Regions from separate parts of the Triticum aestivum genome. Here region 2 is linked to region 1. A link is a contact called in public HiCAR-type data. All regions are on one chromosome and are shown on one strand. The core of a region is the stretch at or near the end of the contact, and the rest is flanking DNA. Distances in the headings are between cores, read along the strand shown.

Evidence for each region. HiCAR-type assays count read pairs that join an accessible place to other places.
Region 2: a HiCAR-type map of leaf shows a contact between it and region 1, with 4 times the contacts expected there. The contact joins the promoter of LOC123047067 here to the promoter of LOC123047064 in region 1. A contact is called at or near these places in 1 of 5 Hi-C or Micro-C datasets (leaf) and 1 of 1 datasets of contacts at active chromatin or transcription factors (leaf).

Annotation. Positions count from the first base shown.
Region 1 is chr2B:739,382,631-739,389,819 of IWGSC CS RefSeq v2.1, reverse strand. It overlaps LOC123047064 (protein TIFY 3), which reads left to right and starts at 2,135. Exons shown (of 5, transcript XM_044470559.1): 1 at 2,135-2,382; 2 at 5,109-5,211; 3 at 5,296-5,500; 4 at 5,601-5,658; 5 at 6,587-6,991. The coding sequence starts at 5,116. The coding sequence ends at 6,683.
Region 2 is chr2B:739,718,752-739,724,663 of IWGSC CS RefSeq v2.1, reverse strand. LOC123047067 (peptidyl-tRNA hydrolase 2, mitochondrial) reads right to left here and starts at 3,923. Exons shown (of 7, transcript XM_044470562.1): 1 at 3,432-3,923; 2 at 3,267-3,325; 3 at 1,970-2,029; 4 at 1,800-1,869; 5 at 1,291-1,360; 6 at 1,170-1,196; 7 at 704-1,065. The coding sequence starts at 3,821. The coding sequence ends at 1,016. LOC123047068 (endonuclease 4-like) reads left to right here. Exons shown (of 8, transcript XM_044470563.1): 7 at 1-14; 8 at 106-480. The coding sequence ends at 224.

The DNA.
Region 1 (7,189 bases), core at 886-3,385:
CCGCGGCATGCGTGGCCATCTTCGGCTCTCGGCACGGTCCGGCCTGTTCCGGTGCCGACCGACGACGCCATGTCTCCGTGCATTCCGCCCAAAGTTCGCTCCACCGCCGGAGCACGCGGTACGTGGATGCCTGCCGTATCAATTTGCGCACTAGTATTTCCGTCGTTTCTTGAACATGGGCAGACATCCCGGGCCATGACGATTTGTCTCGCCGGAGCTTTCTGGATCGAGAGGACGTGCCGGAACCGGCTGAGCACGGCTTTCGGGCCGGAACGGGCTCGGCTCGCTCGATTTCGGGCGATGGAACGGGCGCCTTTCGCCTTCCGTTTCCGGTCAGGGAAGCCTGGCACGTCTCGGCGGAGTGCACGCCAGGTCAAGTGCGTCGGTACGTGGCGCACTTTTGTCTTCTTCATTCGAGTTTTTGGAGGAGGATACGCCGACGTTCTGAGGACGACGCTGACGCGGGTGGTGCCTTTTGTCGGGAGTCATGTGACTCACCGACTCGGTCAAAAATAAGACGGACATTGGTTCATCAAAGAACCAGGTCAGGTCATAGTAGCTGGAACAGGTGCGGGTAAAACTTGGATCGAATGTACAGTAAGACCTACTACCACCGTTCCAAATTATAAGATGTGTTTGGATATCCTAATACAGTATAAACTAGGTGCGGGCTTAAACATAAATGAACAAACACACTAAAATGCGTCTATGTACATCCGATTCAGGAAAAAAAAAAGTTAGAGCTTCTCATAATTTGAAATGGAAGTAGTAAATAGCATGCTAGTAACTTTTTTATACATTAACAAAATGTAATTACTAGCTTTTTACGGCTGCCAACCGAAATTTTTGCTAAGCTCGGAATATTGACAAGCGGGAAGTGCGGGTGTTTCTACTTCCACGTCTGCATATTGTGGTGTACATAAACGAAATTGCTGTAGGGACGACATAAACCAGCCGAATCGTGAACGACGGGAGGATTCAACGGTGATGTTCATTTTTGGACTACACATGGATGGCTGGATGCCCTGCATCGTCTGAATATGTCGTCTGTGTAGCAGCTCTCGTACATAAATCAGGTTTGGATTCTTTTTCTTGTTTTGCTAATGTTAACTTGAGAACGTGTTGATGTTGGTTAGATGCGTGTAGACGAAAGGATTTTAGTCAGACGCATAAAAATGAACCCATGCCCTCGATTGAAATTGGTTCAAAATGTTGCTCAATTAGACATGTTGCAAGGTCAAGGTTGTAGTTGCGTTTGATAGATCGCATGGTTCGGGTCATCTCAAAGCTTCTACTCTTCACAAACCTTGAACCATTGTAGTGGTCGTGTCATCTCCCCCAGGTACCTCTAGTGTCTAGCTTGACGCGTCGGTATATGTGAGAAACATGCTAGAGGAGTTGGCGGTCAGGCTTCAACAACACATATCTGACAGTGTGTTCAGCTCTCGCCCCTTCCAAACCAGGAGGAAGCGGCAGACTCATCAGCGCGTTACGAGGTGGATGGTGTGTGTGATTATGTTATACAGCCGGTAACACAATGACAATGGAATGGTTAAAGAACTAGGGACGTTGCAACAAAGTGCAAAGAGGCGTGAGCGAAGGCGGGCGCTATCATGCGAAAGAAAACACGTCAACGGTGAAAGAAAGTGGCCCGAAGCCGCGCCATGCAAATGCGCGGACAAACGAGGCATGGATAAGAAGAACCATACCCAAGAAGCAACGTCTGTCGTTTCGCGCCCGGTGCAGTCTCTTATTAGATACCCGAAAAATCTTTGAAGTCACCTTCATGTCGGAAATTACAACAAACAATTAAGACCGAACCCGAAAACCCCTCAGTTGAACATCAAATAATTGCCTACCACTAATAGCTAATTACTACCAAAAATAGGACACATATTTATTCTCTCTTTGAGTTGGCACATATTTATTCGTTTATTACTCTCCCTGCCAATCCACGGAAGGCTGTCTTTTGAACAAATATTCATTTCTACTGTATTACTAATACTTTATCAGCATCTCCTCCAGTGAGGCACTGCCAAGTGGCAGAGTATTATAAAGACAGTACCACTATATAAAAATTGAATGAATAAAGATATGGGGGGGGGGGGGGGGCTATTTTATCATAGCCCAGTCACGACATTCACATGCGCATTGTGCTGTACACACACCCACTCCTCTTTATCTCAGACCCCCTCCCGCTTCCTCCAATTCTCACTCCCAGGTCCCTTTCAACGAGAGAGAGGGAGAGAGGAGCGCCACTATTAAGGCCGAGGCGGGGGAGGCCCAGCGGAAGGAAGCGGAGAGGAAGGAGCAGCAGCAGGAGCAGGAGACCCAGCAGCAAGGCCAAGGACTCACCGCCAGACCCCCGCTCGCCAACGGCAGGTAGCTAGCCTCCTCCGCCCCCTTCTCCCCGCTCTAGCAAGAAACCATGGCGGATTCCGTCCAGGATTCCGCGTCCGTCGGTGTGATTCTGCCGGATTGCTTGTGTCGTGTGCGCACGGGTGTTCCTCTTGTTCTTGGGTCGTGTTCCTCTCCCGCTTTCCCCTGTTCCCCTTCACGCGCTTTCGCAATTGGCACCTCGAGGCCCAGTGCTAATCACGGGGGAGCCCTTGCCGTGGGCTTCGTCTGTCCTCGGCTAGGTGGCGTCGGGAGTGCGTAGGCGTCGGTGCGGGTTCTGGAATGCGTGCTGCGTGTTCTTTCTCGCTGCTGCTGTTGGAGTGTTGTTCCTCTCTCCCTGCGGTCCAAATCCTCCCAAATTCAGTTTCCTCGACCTTTGCCCGCTGTTCTCAAGTTCTTAAGTCGGATTAATTAGGAGAATATATCTTGGGGGCGCGTGCTCTTATCCGGATCCTGGGATGACGTTCTGGCTGCTGGGAATCCGGCTTGCCCATTCCTTAACCTTCACGGTTGATTTAGTGGGGAAAAAGATGTTGTTTTGCTCATGGTGATAAACATTTCGGCAAATCTTTTCTTATCAAGTTAACTAAGTAAACTTTGCCCAAGATGGGCACAGATCCAGGCAGCCCTTTCTCCCTCACTGTCTGGTTTCTTGTTCTACAGTTTCTTCAAAGCGTTATGTAAAGTTTTTAGTTCAGCTGCTGAGTTAGGTTCACAGTGAAGAACTCTTTAGGCAACCTACACTCTTCTTTGTGATGCACACCTCGAGCTGCTCTCCTTTTTAAGAAACATTGGGAGAAGGCGTAGATCTGATTAAAGTTGGGTTCAGTAACAGATAACTTCCTTAAACATGCAAAGCCCTACCAAGGATTCAACTGCAAAAAAGAACAAACCGAAAAACTAACAAACTTTTCCACCTGTTTACTTCATGACCAATTGTGAAGCCGGGGACCAACGACATGGCCTCTGACCAGCTATTCACAACGTTGAGCTACTAGTCTTTTAGACATGTCCTGACATGTTAAGACACCTCATGCCTATCATCATGTGTTGCAATCTGCAAGCGTGCAAACGGGGCGCTTTGTAAGTCCTGATGTTTGTTCTCACCTAGAGGCTTTTCGGCACATTCGTCGGCTGCTGTGCTTTCAATCATTCAGCTATTCACCATATATGTGCCACATTAATTTGTTCTGACACTACTGTCATAGGATGTTTTCCTGTAAGGTTTGGCTGCTGTCTAGTATTTCTCATTGGTTCACATTCGATTAATTGGCGATGTGCCAGGCTGCTGTGAAACGATGGACCCTGTATTGCAGTAAAAATAATTTGTGATACTAAAAGTGTGCCACTTGGAATCAGTATTCCTGCATTTTCCTGAATATATAGGTCTAATGGGTGCATGATGTTTTGGATCTACTACTTTTAGACAACGTTTGGAGAAAACAATTAAGTCCACCGCATATAATTTGCTAGGTCCAGTGCTTAGGATGGAACACAGGGTGGGTCCAGTCCATCCACCCTGGACTGACTTTGAACTAGTCAGACAAGTAACTGGACGCTAAGCGGCACATAAGCCGTCCACCACGCCTTGAATAATTTAGAGTGGACCACAATTAGAGTCATAGTCTGCTGTTGTCTGATATCACATCATGCATTATAGAAGTTGTTAGACTCAGAATTGCTGGTACCTGCAAAGTAGTTGATGTTATTAATTTTAACTTAAAAGTTTTACAATGTAAATAACTGACTATTCTGATGTGGGCCCAGGACCGGGGTATCATACAAGTCGCGACTAAGCGACAAGTTGTTTAGTCGCCACGTGGATCTCTTCCTCAGATCTATTTTGTTTTCTCTTACCAAGTAGGGGAGGTGTATTGCTTGCACAAAGGCTTATGATGAAATTAACATGCACTCTAGCTAACGGGTGCCACAATTTTTTTGGAAACAATTCTAAACGTACTTCAAAACTTCTATCTATGTATAAAGTTTGAAGAGTTTCACTCTATGGTGAGCGCACAATTCTATGTCATGGACGGGGTGCGTGGAAGTTAGTTAGCTATCCACGTGCCATAACCATGACTTGGTTTCCATATCTTATGAGTTTCAACTGCTGCCTACCCCAACTTGTTTGGACTGAAAGGCTTTGTTGTTGTTGTTGTAAAAATTGCAAGAATTTTCTCATCTTGTTGCTATGAACATAGAATGATTTTGAACCTGAAATTTTGTGTGTAGTTAGTGTAACCCATATATTATACTATCTAGAACTTGTTTTAGATTTATCTGTTACTTTTGCTAGCCTGTGAATGCGGTGATTGCAACAAAGCCTTCAGTGCATTAGGACCCATTAAACAGAGTGTAGAACAATCACTTCTGTTCTGGAAATATATGGCTGTTTGCAGATGAAGTGCATAGTAATGCCGTTTCAACATTTGATCTTTGCCTTTAATTCCTCCAACTAAAAAGATAGCAATGTGGCCTCAGGGGTTTAGTAAATACTATATGTAACCTAACATTGTGCATCAGTGAGCCAACCTGTCCTCCGATTTCATATAGCACTTTGCCCTTAAATGCCCTTTTACTTTTGTATATGCAGTTGCTCGAGTGCCAATGTGTGCTGTGTGTGCCAACTTTCCAATACATTTGTGTATTTATGTGATTTCATATTATTTTTTCATTGCATATTCTAACTACTTATGCTGTTTAATTATTAGGTCTGGAATGTTGCCAATGTCGAGCCCTCCAGCAAATCCAGGACAGCTTACCATTTTTTATGGTGGGTCAGTATGTGTGTATGACTCAGTGCCACCAGAGAAGGTAGTATTTATGCTTCTTGCATCTATCATTTTCTTGGTTTAATTGTTGAAACTCTATGCTAACCTGTGACATTGGCATCAATAGGCTCAAGCAATCATGCTCATTGCAGCAGCAGCAGCTGCGGCCTCAAAAAGCAATGGCACCGCTGCTGTTAAGCCTCCAGCGATGTCTGCGACCAATGCTATCCAAGCCATGCTTACGCGGTCGCTCTCACTTCAGAGCACTTCTGTAGCAAATGGACAACCTCAGGCTGTCGCGGATCCTGGCTCGATTTGCAAGCTTCAGGCTGGTAAAGCCACTAGATCTTTATTCTGAAACCTAAAAGTGGGATGTTCTTTCTAATCAGTCTTTGTATGATCTTTTAAAAAAAATTGTTACCTGCTTTGCAGATCTTCCCATCGCCAGGAGACACTCCCTTCAGCGCTTCCTGGAGAAGCGCCGTGACAGGTTAGCATGAATGAAGAGTACAAGTAGCAGCCTACGTTCTTCTGGAGCGTATTAAGAGTATTATGACCCCCTTACACTTGTTGTTTTGTGTTTCCACATGCTGTGTATGGTGTACCACAGCATTTAGAAATGCATTTGTATGAGGCCAAGTCTTCAAAACCAAGTCTTGTACTTTTGTGCCCCGTTCATGATCAATCCAAATTATGATAACCGTTCTATTTTCAACCTGAATGTCCTAGGAGAAGAAGTTTGATGTATGCGGAAAAAGTGCTCCACGACTCGTGATAAAAAATCTGCATGATTCTGTTAAAATTACTTGCAAGAGACCAAACATTTTGTGTAGTTTCAGTTGGTAATAACTAATAAACATGTAGTATGATTTGTTTATAGTCAGGTCACATTAGAGCATCATTCCATAACAAGTGATGTAACATATTAGCTGGTAGATTGCGATTATATGATTATTGAATATTGACACGAGTTATGAGAATTTTTTTTAATAGTTCTCCTTAAAGCCCCTTGGTATTAGCGCAATGAACCGAAGCTAGGCTGGGGACATCAGCTTACAGAAGACAAACCACAGAAACAGCTGTGAAACTAAAGAACATTAGGGCCCTAACAAGCTTCCCCATCAAGACTTTCACCACTCTTCAGGAGAAATAGTGAACTGTACTTTTAGTTAGTTTTGGTCACAGCCATTAATTCTCAGGACGACCGATCGCCTTTAAGCTAGGTTTTGTGTGAGGAGTCGAAACGGCTAAAGATAGCATCTCCATCCCTGCTTGCTCTTGTCATATGAAAAAGTATAGCCGTTCTCGATTGCAATGGCCAACCTTTTTTCGTCCTCCTGCATCTGTAGCAATAATCAGTTTCACTTGTCCTTCCCTGTGCTGGCTCAAACTGACTATGGAATGATCCAATGATGCAGGGTGGTGAGCAAAGCTCCTTACGGCGCCGGGAAACCGTCCGAAGGCATGGGAGCATCTTCTGGGATGGAAGCGGTTGCGGAGGGCAAGGCCCAGTAACCCTGAAAGAAGAAAGACGGCCCTGCCCCTGATGTTTGGAAGGAAAGGGGCGTGTGTTAGCTGATGTAATGTTACACCGTAGAATCATCGTTCGTGACGATAATAATGATCCGACCAGAACTCCTCTAGTATCATTGTTCTGTTGTCATTGTGTAGTTTACTCTGTATCTGAACTTTGTTTTACTCAGCGGAACCGTACTGCTATGATGAATGTGTCGATGTAAATCGTGGCTGTCGTGCCTGTCTGACTGATACATTGTTCATGTAGTCGATGAATGATAGCACCTGTGTCGTCTCAGTTTCAGATACTCCAGTTGGTTTGAAAATGTTGTGTTTGTGTTTGGTCTGTTGAGGATGTTGGTTGGGTTTCAGTGCCACCTGAAGACCGCCTGTCATTTTGGTTCCGCCTCGGCTGGATGCGTTGAGGTAGCAGCAAAAAACAGAAGCCTGAAGCTTTGCATGTGCGTGTGTTTCCACATATCCTTGCTGTCCACAGGACATTCCTA
Region 2 (5,912 bases), core at 2,674-5,173, 330 kb before region 1:
CTCCACCTTAGGAGGTACTCTACTGTACGAGATCAATCAATAAGACTACAATTATCATTCCTTTGGAACGAGCGCGATGAGACCTTTGTTGAAACTGAACTGCAGATGAGTACTACTCCGCGGCGCTGCCGGTCGTTGAGAAGAGGATCGCTCAGGGCGGCGTCAGGCTGGCGGCCATCCTCAACCGGATCTTCAGCCGGAACGGCAGGCCGCAGAGCATCTGATGGATGCAATCTCGTTGAAATTAATGAAGAAGAATGTCATCCTGTGCTGCTGTCTGACCATGTTATAGCTTCGCCAGAAATCACGAATTCGCGATTATATTTGTTATATATCCATCCAGCAAAGCGGCTCCGAGTCGCTGCTGCAGCAAATCGTTGTATCTGTATGAACGTACGTGTATGGTGGTGTATTGATTAACACCATTGTATTGTATTGTACCCTCTTTATTTTCAGTATAAGTACGATTGTGATCTACTACTTCCATGTGTTGTAACCATTTTGTTACATCAGAGTGATGTTGAGAACCAGTTGGATGGAACGGTTTTTATTCTATTGCAAGCAAAATGCCCGGCTAAACTCCGAGTTAACGAAGAAAAATGTGGAATTAATCCAGGCTTGCATCCAGTGTGCAAAATCAGACAAGAGAGTTCAGATAGTTTTTCTTTTTCCGTTTTTTGTTTCGATGAAGGAGTTCAGATAGTTCATGGAAGGGAAACACCACATTTATCCTTTTTCAGATTTGTATGCTACAGATGGAATGAACGGTTCATTAACTACTCAGCCCCAAATCCAGTGAAAATTTACTTAAATCAGAGGTCTCCAAAGACAGCAGTCGTCGATACAAGTAAAAAGTGGACAAAACCTCCTTCCGAACAAATCCTGGAAGAACGATATCAAGTAAACCAACAAAGCCAAGGCTCATTCTTCAGCAGGAGACCAGTGGAAGTATCATAGCTTGCGAAATTCCAGCATTGCTCTTTTAACTCGTATGTTTGAGGATGTTGAAGTCATGTCATAAGAGCTTCAGACCACCAGTGACATCGTCTACCATGTCAGCCGGCCCTGCTCAAATGAAACAGTACAATCAGCAGCGGGATATCGGCTCACTACAAGCCCGCAAATTCTGAAAAATATGATACACTGTGAAAATCATGCATGTAACTTACCAAGAATAGCCATGACTGTTCTGGAATCTACAGGATCGCAAGACAAAAATAAATCAATTTATCAAGACATAAACAGACAGAATTGAACTGGATGTGTGTAGATGAAGATTAAATAACTCACTAGGTGCAATCTGTGTCCTTCCAGCATCAATGGTAATGTGAGTTGGCAGATTCATAGATTTTGCTCTCCCCTGCACCCAAAAGTTGGCTTAAATGTGATGGGACAAAAATAACACTGTTCCAAATGATAAGTTCATTTCGTTTTAAATACAGTAAGAGATTAACCAAATGATTTATCTACAAAGAGAAACCGGAGGATAAGGCCAAGTAAGAATCAAATGTTTCCTTTTTTTTCTAAAATATGGGGGAAGGAATAAATTATTGCAGCTATTTCAGGCCAGGACATATTCACCTACAAAATGTCCAGTTTCTCATTAATATTTCTGCTATTTTAATTCCTCTGAGAACTCTTTAAAAGAAGCTTTTTATTACTAAATGTTATCTGATAAGAGCAAAATATTAAATGACTGCTTTTGTCCATGCGCCTTTTTCTCTGGGTTACTATCTCTAGATAACCCCAAGGTACTTTCGAAATTAATGTGCCAGTGCCCAACAAGGCAGAATACTTACTTGTAAAACCAGCATATCTTCCTCGCTTTCTACTTTCACAACCACCTTGACTTGACCACACCTCTCCCATCTGCAAAAGAGTAAATGAAGAGTAAATGAATTTTCTTTCCTTTTTACCATCTCTGTGCCACACTAGGACGAACAGCAGAAGTAGCTACTGATAATGATACCTTCGTAATGACTTTGGTGCTCTCTGTTGGAGTTTCTTAAACAAGCCCAGTGTTGCATGGCTGAGCAAACAGAAAAGAGGAAAGAAACAACCATAATTAGGCACACCACTCCCATACGCTAAAAATAATGAAAACGTAGTACAATAAAGCGTGATAACTCATCCACTTCTAAAACTGATCATTTACACACTCGGAAGCAAAGATATGCATGCTTCCGTAGTTGAGATGCTCCACATGCTTCCTTGCCAAAACAAATGTAAGACTGCGATTAACTGAATATCATTTCTGCAGCACATCTGCCAATGCTCAAATATGTTGAATAATCTTGCTGAGTTCAAACAACCAACTAGTGTTAGCATGTTAGGTTAACTGTTTCTAGTTATAGACGAGTAGTCATAATGCGGATTGGTGAATGCCATCATAAGGGTTGACAACAAGTTGCTTTGGTAACTAGAGTGCTCCCTTGCTGTCTGGTCAATGAAATCTGACAGAAAATATATTGGCTGGTTGGCATGAGTACAAAGATCAACATCTGGGCATTGCAAAAGTTCTACTGCAATAAGCATTTATGCAACCATAATAAAATTTGCCTTTGTTTTTGGGAGGACCGAATACAGGTGATCGACTGATCGTCCTGGATGAAGAATGCCAGCTGGCTCAAGTGTTATGGAAAATACTGCCATCTATTTTTCAAAACAAATGGCAATTGCGAATTTGGAATTAAGTGAGGCAGCTACCTGGTTTGGGCATCAGGCCAAACCAAAATAGTCTTCCATTCCATCACACCCTACACCCCAACAATTATTTTTACATAAGATAAGAGTAAGATGTGAAGAATACCGATCGCAGTCATGAATTGTGTGCTACAGCTGCAGGATAATTCTAAGGGCATGACACGTACCATTAGCACTTAGCAGACACACGTTCATAGAAAACTAGCAGGAAGAAAAATAACAGATTGCCACATGGCTTTGGCATGACCAATTCGTGTGTGCAACTGCTTTCATTCCAGAAAAACACCCATATTGACAGAAAGGAAAATTTTGTCTACGTTATAATCCTTGTTCAGTTTGAGCTCATAAAAATGTGTCATGATCAGCTCTAACAACAATCTAAAGTGCCAAATAGGTATGTCAGCCCAATATCTCCTGTTGCAAACATGGGCACACTTAACTAGACATCAACTCTTAACAACATGATACACTGACCATTTCATCACTCTGTGTTAACCATCGACATCGGTTCCCCATCTAGTAAGTTTCTATTCTTAGCCAATCCTGATACTGAAATGTGTTACCTGCATTGCGCAGCGATTTTCCCCTTTCCCATCTTCAGGTCGTTTCTCACCACAAGCACCTGCACCAGCAACAAAATCAACCGAGTAATTTCCCATTCTCCCCCCAACATGAAAAACGCCCAAAACCGAGTAAAGGGACGAAGCGTTGGCTAGAAACTCCAATACCATCTTGAAATCCTCTATTATCTTGGCGAGGTTTTCGATCTCCAGGGGGGCGGAGGCGGTCTGGACCTGCGCCCTCTCGGCTTCCCTGGCGGAGTCGGACTTGGTCACCACGTTTCGGGACCAGAACAGCAGCCTGAGCCCGGTCCGCTTCCGCCCGGCGGCTCGCTTCGCCGGCCGGGCGCGGCCGGAATTTTCGTCATCATCTTCGTCCGAGTCGTCCTCGGAATCGTCGTCGCCAGAGTCGGGGGCGGCGGCGGCGTGGATGGGGAAGCGGGCGAGGGCGAGGAAGTAGCCGAGGGCGAAGCAGCCGGCGGCGCCCGCGATAGCGGTGGCCGCGCCAGGGAAGGAGGCGGCCACGGGGAGAGAGAGGACGGAGGTGGTGGCGCCCATCGGGGTCGCCGTCGCCGGTGGCGGCGGCGGCGGGGCGATGGAGCGAGGGGTAGGGGAGAGAGGAGTGGGAGGTGGTTTGGGTGCTACGACACCGTGTGGTTTGGGGATTGGTGGTTTTGGCGAGGTGAAGCTGACACGCGGGGCCCACGGTTCAGTGGGTGTGTTCTGCCCAGCCGCGTGGTTTGGTGAACGCGCCGCGTTGATCGATTGAGAATTTGCAATTTGCAATTGAGCGCTCGACGCTCCTTTTTTTTTCGTTTTGACAGCGAGCGCTCGACGCTGCTTGGTTTGCTAATATTTAGGCAAACTAGAAAATTAGCTAACAAATATAGTACTATATTTTTACACTATAATTGGCTAACAATTGAATTGATTTGACTACCAACTCATATTTGTCTATTTTTCAAGACTTCTCATAGGGATATGGCGTGCGCGCGTAATTCATATGACTGAGCATACGTGTGTATGTGAGCGTCTGTCTTTGTACATTTTTATATCTACTCCTAAGGGCATCTCCAGCCGCGCCCCAGGAAGGCCTCCCCAGGCGTTTTTTTCGCGCCGGCGCTGAAAAAACGGCCCAGTCGCGCCCCCAGGAGCCCGATTTTCGCCGGCTTGGGCCGAAAACAGCGCCGGCGGACCCAGCCCGAACCCGGCGCGCCGGGGGGCGCCCGGGGGCGCCGGGCGAACTGTTTTGGCGCGAAAAAGCCGCGGGCCCGCCGCGTCAGCGACACGGCTCTCTTCTCGGCCCTTCTCGTCCTCATCGCCTCGTTTCCCGCGGCGAATCAATGCCAAAGCTGCCGCGCCGGTCAGCCTGCACCATTGATGCCTCACGGGCGGCGCAGTGAAGACCGGACGACGCGCGTCCCTCGCCCTCCCTCGCCCGCCACGCGTACACACTGTGACACACGCGCCTTGGCCTATATATGAAGCGCCCCGGCGCACTCGGCGACTCACACTCTCCCGCCGCCGTCGTTTCCTCCCTCTCCTCTCCTCTCTTTCGCCGTCCCCAGTTCACAGCCATGGCCGAGCGCTTCCCAAGCGACGGCGCGGCGGCGAACGGCTTCGGCCGCCGCCATCTTCACGAAGACGAGGCTCGCCTCCTTTACGAGGCCGAGTACCCGGTCCCGCCGGACATGCGGGTGCCCGGGACGTGGAGGATCAGCGCAGGCGGCGTGCCGGTGCCCACGGTACCGACCGGCGCGGCACGGCGTGCGGAGATCGCACGCATCCGCTCGAACCTGCCGCGTGCGGCGAGGAAGGCGCCACGGTACGTCCCCGACAGCCCGCTCTGGGAACCGTACTTCCGCCGCCATCAGGCCGAGCAGCTCGAGGCCACCAACGGCATCGTGCCCTCCAGCAGGCTCAACGCCGCCGGCCGGCATCTGTGGTGGGGCGTGCCCGAGCGCACGTTGAAGGCTATCCTCGAGCACATCGAGGGCGGCAACACGCCACGCCTGGAGTACCCCGCTCCCCCTTCCTTCTCACGCCGCCGGGGAAGCTCATGGACCCCGAGGCGCATGGAGACCGGGGGGGTCCTCCTCCTCGTCCGGCGGCTCGCCCTGCCTCCGCCCTGTCAAGCCGGAGCCCCAGGACACGCCGGTGAGCGCGTGCACCCGCAGCTCCGGCGGCGCCAACGCCTCTCCACCAACCGGCCGCTTCGTCCTCGCCGAGCCCAAGCTGGAGCCCGTCCTCCCCGCGGAGTACGAGGAGATAGCCCGGCGCGGCTTCTCCGACGAGGACGCCATGCGGTGGGCGCGGGACGACTACCTCCGCGACGAGATGGTCCGGCAGCACCGGGCCCTGGAGGAGATCGCCGCCCGCAAGCGTGGGCGCGAGGACGAGCACGGCGTCGTGGTCCTGGACAGCGACGACGACGACGCCCCCGGACCGTCCAACCCGCCGCGCCAACCGGGGGAGGGATGCAGCAGGGACGGCGGAGGCGGCGACGACGACGACGACGGTGATGACGACGACGGCGGTGACTACACGCAGTTCTACCGCCTCCTCGGCATGTAGAACCGCGTGGGCAGGCGGCGAGGGAGACGGCGGGCGGCGAGGGAGACGGCGGGGGTAGCCCGCGTAGTTTTTTTT